Linked DNA regions of Macaca mulatta: all the other regions are linked to region 3. The links are chromatin contacts, called in public Hi-C maps. All regions are on one chromosome and are shown on one strand. The core of a region is the stretch at or near the end of the contact, and the rest is flanking DNA. Distances in the headings are between cores, read along the strand shown. Region 1 has its middle 180 kb from the start of TSC22D2. Region 2 holds the start of SERP1 (stress associated endoplasmic reticulum protein 1). Region 3 holds the start of TSC22D2 (TSC22 domain family member 2).

Evidence for each region. Hi-C and Micro-C count contacts between places; a contact is called where the count stands out from the background.
Region 1: a contact with region 3 is called in a Hi-C map of fetal cortex germinal zone, with 2.6 times the contacts expected there. The contact joins the enhancer-like site here to the promoter of TSC22D2 in region 3. A contact is called at or near these places in 2 of 14 Hi-C or Micro-C datasets (fetal cortex germinal zone and liver).
Region 2: a contact with region 3 is called in a Hi-C map of blood, with 3 times the contacts expected there. The contact joins the promoter of SERP1 here to the promoter of TSC22D2 in region 3. A contact is called at or near these places in 3 of 14 Hi-C or Micro-C datasets (blood, fetal cortical plate and liver).

Annotation. Positions count from the first base shown.
Region 1 is chr2:53,257,158-53,260,033 of T2T-MMU8v2.0, forward strand. No RefSeq gene overlaps it. Among named protein-coding and RNA genes, the nearest start is that of TSC22D2, 180 kb to the right of the region's middle. Within about 2 kb of position 1,439, at least 3 of the 40 cell types and tissues checked have an H3K27ac peak or open chromatin away from gene starts, as enhancers often do. A contact at or near this core is called in fetal cortex germinal zone, where this site is marked.
Region 2 is chr2:53,572,560-53,575,361 of T2T-MMU8v2.0, forward strand. It overlaps SERP1 (stress associated endoplasmic reticulum protein 1), which reads right to left and starts at 1,372. Exons shown (of 3, transcript XM_015131801.3): 1 at 898-1,372; 2 at 556-631. The coding sequence starts at 981. It overlaps EIF2A (eukaryotic translation initiation factor 2A), which reads left to right and starts at 1,648. Exons shown (of 14, transcript XM_015131799.3): 1 at 1,648-1,691. The coding sequence starts at 1,664.
Region 3 is chr2:53,433,868-53,436,695 of T2T-MMU8v2.0, forward strand. It overlaps TSC22D2 (TSC22 domain family member 2), which reads left to right and starts at 1,537. Exons shown (of 4, transcript XR_001443148.3): 1 at 1,537-2,828.

The DNA of each region.
Region 1 (2,876 bases), core at 189-2,688, 180 kb before region 3:
AAAATATGAGCTTATTGCAGCATTTTTTAGAATAGTGAAACTTTAGAGGCAAACTAAATACCCATCAACGGAGGAGTGGCTCACAAAAAGAAGTAAACAAAACGTGGTGTATTCACACAATGGATCCTTTACAGCAGTTAAAAAGAAACCCTCTGCGGGTCAACGTGGTAAAGAATCCAAGATATTGTTCAGTGGAGAAAGCATGTTGCAGAGTAATGTGTTCCGTTTGATCCCATTTCTGTAAAAATAAAACTAAACTAAAACACGTAGAATAAACCTCTATAAAAATGAGATATTTGTAATATGTATACATAATTTTGTGTGTCTATACATATACCATACACTATGTAATTCTGCTTTATTTTTCATAAGAATATATTCATACTGCTTGTATAATTTTCTTTTACTTTGTGTTTACTGAATTTTGTAACAAATAAATCATTAGTAATCTGTCCAAGAACAATTTCCAAAGCATGGCAGAAGGCCAGCTGTGATGAACCGAGGGCCTTACCTGACCTGACCAGCCTGGCCCTGTTAGTATACTGGTAACCAGACAAGATTTAAGATACAAAAGCCTCAAATATTTAAAAGGATTTTCTCAGAAAAAGTGGGGAGGGTTTCCTCAAATGCTTCTTGTCACCAGATTTTAGGGCCAGAAGGGATTTTAGAGGCCAATTGGTCCAATTGCTGACTTTTAAGGAAGCTAAAATTGAGGTCCAGATAAGCTAGTTTTCCAAGGCCCCCAGACTATTTGGCATTTTTTTTCAAGGTCTCTTGGCCGGGCGCAGTCGCTCACGCCTGTAATCCCAGCACTTTGGGAGGCCGAGGTGGGCAGATCACGAGGTCAGGAGATCGAGACCATCCTGGCCCACACGGTGAAACCCTGTCTCTACTAAAAATACAAAATAAGAAAGAAATTAGCTGGGCATGGTGGTGGGCGCCTATAGTCCCAGCTACTTGGGAGGCTGAGGCAGGTGAATGGCATGAACCCGGGACATGGAGCTCGCAGTAAGCCAAGATCATGCCACTGCACTCCAGCCTGGGTGACAGAGCGAGACTCCATCTCAAATAATTAAAATAATAATAAGTAAAAAATTTTTTAAAATGTCTTGCTAAATTCCAAAAGGGACAGCCAGGAGAGTATGTCCCCTAGACCTCTGAAAGTCTGAGAACTATGAAGAACTAACTAGGGATTTATGTGTTCAAGACAAGCATCTACATGAGAATTCCTGCAAAATTGCTGACAGCCATGTGTAAGTGACAGGCATCAGCAATCATCCACCACCGGAATCAGGAAAATGAATCATCCCAGGCTTTGTTCTTTGTAGAACAGTGCATTTTCCTCTGGCCTCCACTCTTCTATATCAGGGGATTGTTTCAACTACAGTCACTGGGCTGAAGGACCCACTAAATTTGGCCTGATTCCTGTCTTGGCAGGCTGCCGTGGCAAGGGTGATGGAGAAGTGTTTACAAGTGTCAGATCCCAGGAACATTTTCTTTGTTCTGTCTGACAAAGCCCAGAGTCAGATAGGCAGAGTGGTGAAAAGAGCTCTGGGCAAGCAGTCAGCCAGCCTGGGGTCTGGTCTCGGTTCCATCACGAACCCAGCTGTGTGAGCTTGTGCCAGTCATTTGAGGTTTTCTGAACATGCAAAGTAAATGGGCTAGCTGTGATTCCCTCAGCCCTTGTGTCTGGGAAAATGGTTTTGGAATGAAAGTAGCTTTTGGCCTGAGTACCCATTTCCAGAATATATTCTCTCAAGCAGAGTGAGAAAGAAGTGCAAGGTCATAGCTATGATTGGCATAGAACTGAGGCCAGATACTAACAAAGAAAAAGGTCGACACTGACGTGCCATCTCCAGGGAGAACAAATAGATTCATCCTTGAAGCCAACTACTGTGGTGGCTGCCTGGAGTACTGTGTTAAAAAGGATTTGGGCTAAACCTAAGCTCAGAGTTCTGTGATCCATTAATAATGTCTGCTACAGGTAAGGGAGATAGAATAAGGTAAGAGTACACCAGATTTTTGCTACTCCTGTATCCAATTACCACATTTAGGTTCCTATAGCCATGAACCCATGAACCTAATGCAAAGTAGGAAATTGCATGTGATGAGATCTCGATAAAGAAAATTTCAGGAAGTAGGCTCATTTAGGATATAATTAACAAGTAAGAGAGCAACAAATCAGGATGCCTGAATTCTCTTCTTTGGACCATCACTGGATAATAATCTTGGACAAACTAAGAACATGTTGGAATCCCTACATTCTGGCTCTGTTATGGCCTGAGGCATGGTAAGGAAGGCACTGAAGGGTCTTTGCAAGTGGGGGTGGTATACAGACAAGCCCTGGTGATCCTGTAGCCACAGAAAGTGCTTCTCATGGGCAGTTTGGTGCAGTTTGGTCTTATTTTAATTAATGCTGTAATTTTATGGGATTTTAAAAACATGGTGAATTATGTATTTTCCACTGTGACATATTAAAAAGGGCAGCAAAAAGTAATCAAAAGAAAATTACCTGTATTCTTATCATTCAGATCCAACATTTTACACCTTGTATTTCCTGGATACAAAGAGAATTTGATGTAAATGTTTTCCTTCATAAGTAGTAAATGTACTTTTTTTCTCTCATGTTAGGGGAAAGTAAATCACAAACCAGAACTGGAATACATAAAAAATTCACAAAAATAATTATTTTTTAATAAAATTAATTTATAACTGCATGTCATTATTACTGAGTGGTGAGCCAGGGCCAGGTTAAGGTAATGCTCCTCATGCTATCATCACCTCTAAGTTTGCATATACAATTGAGGCAAACCAGGGTCTTTTTTGAAATAACATGCAAAAATGAGTAAGGACCAGAAAGTAACAGTAAAAATACA
Region 2 (2,802 bases), core at 122-2,621, 140 kb after region 3:
ACAATTTTTTTTAAACCATATGTCAAACGTTTCTTTTATTAACCTAAAAACATTTGACTCACATTAAAATGCCAATCAGGTACATTTCCTCTACAGTGAATCAATTCTTTGCACAAGCTTTACTTCATAAAATATACTCAATTTTGACATTAAGATATTAAATTCTGGTATATGTTAAATCAAGTGCTAACATCTGTATGTACATATTTATAAGTTCCTTTGCAAAGGCTGATAATGAAGCTAAAAAACATTCTAAATTATCATTCCGTTAGGTTTTGTCCGGTCGTACATTTATTCCAACTCGATCATTACCAAGACTTGACCTCCTTTCTGATCTCCTGTGAGTACAAATTAAGCTAGGAGAAGTTTCTGGAGCACTACCCTCTGTGCATATGTGGAACAAGTAATTTGGTTCAGATGAAACAGAATTATGTGGAGTCCTCTGCAGGTGGGTTGAGAACTACGCAGGTAGGACTCACTACTGACCGGTCACCACGTCATCCCAAACCCTTTCAACCCAAGACTCTACCTGATGGGAGCCCGCAAGACACTTACCAGAGCCACAGACAACAAAAATGAAGAGAGCCAATAACCAGGGTCCTACAGACGCCTTCTCTTCGGGGGCATTTCTCTGCAAAAGCGAAAATCCACCATTTCAGATGCAGACAAACCACTCGGACCCCAGGCTCCCACAGCCCCGGTGGCCGGTCCCCTCACCCACAGGTCTCCCCTTCGGTTCCCGAGCCCCTACAGTCTGGCGGCTCGCAGACTCGGGCCCCTACCCCTCCACAGCACAGCCCACAGTCGACCGGATCCGGGAGAAAACGCGACGCGGCCCCAGGGACCCCGACTGTGCCCCGGCTGCGGAACGCAGAGGGGCGACCGCTCTTTCCTTACCGAGGTCTTGGCGACGTTGCCGCGCTGGGTGATGTTCTTGCTGTGCTTCTCGTTGGCCATACGGATCCTCTGCTTGGCGACCATCTTCGCGGCGCCACCACCTGCCCCGGCCACCCCTCGGACTCGCTCGCTCGCCTGCCTCCTCTCGAGCCGCTGCGAGGCTCGGCTCGTGGTGCCCGCGCCGCCGGAGCGCCGAGGTTCTCAGGCCAGGCGCTGGCTACGGCCGCTGGGCCTGGGCGCGGCAAGCGCGGGGACTGAGCACAAGCCGGGCGCCGGTCGCCGACTGACTGGCCAAGCCTGGCGGGTGCACGGGAGGAAGATAACTGGCCGCCGGGTCGTTCTCGCACCGCAGTCGCCGCCGCTTTGGCCGCCGCCGGGAGCGCGGAGTGAAAGAGGAAGGAAACGCAACGCAACAACGGGAATGTGCAGCCCGCCGCCTCGATCTACTTTGGGTTCGGCTGCCAACGTCAGCACTAGGTGGGCTCCGCCCCGCGGAAGTGCGCGCCCCTCCTGCTAGAGAAGGAGGGCGAAAGCAGACGCACCCGCCCCAGTCCAGCCCTCCCAAGCTCGGTCAAGCGTCGCCCCAGATCTGTGCTTGCGCGTTCGGGCGCCTCTTCCGCGTCACTCCGCAACCGGAAGTGAATTGGCCCCGAGGCTGATGGCTCCGGAAACACCAGCTCGCTGTTTCCACGCAGGAGGAGACGTGTAGGGGCCGGGTTCGGCCCTCGTGAACTCTCACCCGAGCGGTTTCTTTTTCCGGGACAACATGGCGCCGTCCACGCCGCTCTTGACAGGTGAGTTCTGAAGAAGCAAGGGACTCTCTTTCTTCAGACTAGTTTCTTATTTTTGTCTTTGTCTTTGAGAACTACCCGAGGAGCCCGAAAAGTCTGATCTGCCTTTTCCTGTGGCTTGCGGAAAGGCCAGACTATCTCTTGGCTTTCTTGATATAGCGTGGCAGTCGGAAGTGAAGTCTCCGCCTCTGGGCTTTCGTATTCCCCCTCCCTTTCACTGATCCATCATTCTTGCCTGCGGATTCATCTTCTACAGGATAGAAGAAGGGGGAGAAAAACAGAATGTGCTAGTTGAATTTGTGACACTTGGGTCTGCAATACTGGTGTTACACGGGCCCTTGTGAAGTCATTTAGCTCTACAGTAAGGACAAAGACAAACAGAGTTAGTCCACTAGAATGACCACGCACATTAAATACACCTGGACTTAAGTAATTCCAAATTCTGGCCTGCCTTCCTTAATGGGGTTTGTAGTACTGAATAGGGAGAGTGGAGCTGTAATGCAGATTTCAAATGATGAAGGTGGGGTTGGAAGAGGATATAGCAGTGAGCATGATAGAGATATTCTAGCAACATTTTATTTTGAAATGGTTATGAGCATATTAAAAGTAGAACATTAGAGGACTTTTGAAATTTTGAAGCTGAAGACAGAGTGTGTAGTGTTGAAGAAGATAATAAACTTAGATTGGACAATGCTGGGGAAGTTGCTTTACTAGGTTGTGGCTAGGAGTATTTGCATGTGAGTATTATGTAAGGGAAAGAATTGGGAAGGAAAAGAAGGCTTTGGTTAAGTTCTGGTAACTATACAGAAGCAAAAAAGTCATTAAGAGAAACGTCTGCATTTGAGGAGGAAGGCCATTTCCTCCCTTTTCCCCCATCCCCTGAAAGGAACCTTAAGGGCCGGGCGCAGTGGCTCACGCCTGTAATCCCAGCACTTTGGGAGGCGGAGGTGGGCAGATCACGAGGTCAGGAGATCGAGACCACCCTCGCTAACATGGTGAAACTCCGTCTCTACTAAAAATACAAAAAAATTTAGCCGGACGTGGTGGCGGGCGCTTGTAATCCCAGCTACTTGGGAGGCTGAGGCAGGAGAATTGCTTGAACCCGGGAGGCGGA
Region 3 (2,828 bases), core at 287-2,786:
TGGATTTAACCATTTGATCTAATTTATTGATGGAAAACTGCCTCTGACAATTACTGAAATTACAGATTTAGAAAAGAAACATTCCATTAGCTATCGCTGCCACAATAGCATAACGTTACATTTTATTCCATTACTTTCGCCCACCCCCTTAAGAAACAGGGATTTTATGTGGTCTTATTTCACATTCTGACTCTAGTCACTTGGGTTTGGAGGGCATGGTTTCCACTAAGATTAAAAGACCTAGTTGTATAAATTACAACTAAAGACCTAAAAAATTCTCTGCAAATTTAATTCTCAAAACACCTTTTGGGATTAAAAAGTATTTCTATTCTTCAAAGATTAGAGAACCGAGTTCAACGATTTACTGATTTAAGTTATCATAATGTGATTGCTAACGCTGCAGTAGATATGAAATCTCGATTTCCATTAAGACTTAGATTTTACCTAAATGATGACTGCTTTAGTATGTCAAAGTTTAGGAGCCCATCCCCATTTTTTTTTAACTGCTTAAAAGAATGGCCTTACCATTTTCTTTGGCCAGGAACTAGCTACAAGATGATAAATTTGCCAGTACTTTCTTTTCATAGTTATGCTTTGTACTGCAACAGGAAAAGGTGCTTTATCACTCGTTATGGTTGTTTGTGGCCCAATCCAAATCATATAACACCCTGGCTGCTACTAACAGTTTTAGAATAAACAAAAAGAACTATAATGCAGTAGGTTCTACATTTATAAAGCCTATAAGCTGATTCCGTGCCGAAAGTAAAAACAGTGTCAGGAGTTTAAATGAATCCTGGAATCACAGCAAATTCAGGAAATTTAGGAATACGTTGGTAACCCTTAAGCTTTTTAAAAACTGACTTCACCCTGGGCAAGTAACCATCCCCTGATGCCGTTGTTGGAGACAGAATTTCTGGCAGGAAGATAATTTTCTGACTCAATCTGGCTTGCTGTTCTTGTTTAATCATCCCCATTTCTCTGAACATTTTACTCCTCTGACGACAATGGTCAACATTTATTTTCAGAAGTTTTAAAGTGATTTAGTTCTTCCAGCCGCATCTCTCTTTATCCCATCTAAGTTTTCCCCAGCCCCCATTCCTATCGCCCTCGTTTCACTAAGATTTTGCTAAACATTAGACACAAGCACATGACCTCCAGTCTTCCAATGTCTCGGAACAAACCGACGTAAAAACATCTGATTAGTTCCATTGTAAGCTTCCCTAGGCTTGGAATTTAAAAATTGTCTTTAGCTCGTCAATTCTTAAAGAACCTTCAACACAAAATTTAAATTTAAAAAATTTTAAATAAAGAAACCGCTCCCTTTTTTAACCTTTAGCTCCGCCCATTGCCCCCCCCCCAAGTTCCACGCGATACTGCAGGAAACCGGAGGGGGCGGAGCGGTGACGTCACGACGCCGGTGCGTCACGGAACGGCGGCGGCTGCGGCGCTGGCGGTAGCTGCGGCAGCGGCGGCATTTTAGTCGGCAGCGGCGGCGGCAGCGGGGCTGCTGCTTCTCCCAGCATCCCTGGCGCGGCCATTTCAGCCCCATCTTGGCCCAGCGGAGGGAGCTGCAGCCGCCGCTTCAGCAGTGTGAATTTCAGTTTCTCCGGGGTTTAGGAATTGGGCGCACCGAGAAGGAGCCGAAGAAGCCACCACCGCTACCTCACACAGCCGGGGTGCCTCCGCTCCCGTGCCAGCGGTCTGCCGCCGCCGCCGCCCCTCTGTGAGAGAAGCCGCGAGGGGAGGCCGAGACCGCCGTCGCCGCCCGCCCGCAGGGGTGGTTCCCCCTGTAAGGGGAGGACCGAGCCGGCTTTCCCCTCCCCCAGAGCGGGTTTCCGCCAGAGAGAGTCGACATGTCCCTGGGGTTGAGCTCCGGCTAGAGCCGGGGAGGGAGGGCCGCCTGCCCGCGCCGCAGCCCCACCGCCCGCCGGCGGACCTTCAGCCAGCTCCGGCCCGCGGCTCCCGGCTGAATCAGGCATCTCCGACTCCGGACTCGCCACTCCTTCCCTCAGTCGGAGAGCCCAGCGCTGACGCCGGCACCGGCCTGAGGAGCCCGAGCGGGGCAGCACCGCCCCTCACGCCGCCGCCGCCGCCACCGCCACCGCCTCCTCCTCCTCCTCCTCCTCTTCGCCCTCCCACTCCCACCCCCAGCCAAGGCCTGCTGACCGCGCCGAGCGCCGAGCTGGACTGACCACGGCTGCCCGGAGACGGGAGAGGAAGCAGCCGGCCCGCCCCTGGGTTCGCGCTCTCGCCGCCTCTGAGGGAATTGAATTGAGGCGCCGCGGCTGCGGGAGCTGAAAAGGAAGGAGGAGCCGCCGCGGGACTGAGACGGGGGCAGAGCCGAAGAGACAGACACAGAGAAGGAAACGAGGAGGAGGATGTCTCACCGGGCGACCAGCGCCTGGATCAGCTCGTGACTCTTACAGCGGCGGGCCTCGGACCCCAGCGCAGACTCGGACTTTTGTCTTTGGGGGCCCGTGCTCTGCCCTCCCTGGTTTCCGGCAGGACCCGGAGGAGCCGGCGTGCCTCTCTGCCCTCCAGCCTTCTTCACCATGTCCAAGATGCCGGCCAAAAAGAAGAGCTGCTTCCAGATCACCAGTGTCACCACGGCCCAGGTGGCCACTAGCATCACCGAGGACACTGAGAGCTTGGACGACCCGGACGAGTCACGTACAGAGGACGTCTCCTCCGAGATTTTCGACGTCTCTCGGGCCACGGATTATGGCCCTGAGGAGGTCTGCGAGCGCAGCTCTTCCGAAGAGACGCTTAACAATGTTGGGGATGCGGAGACTCCCGGGACCGTCTCCCCAAACCTCCTTCTGGATGGG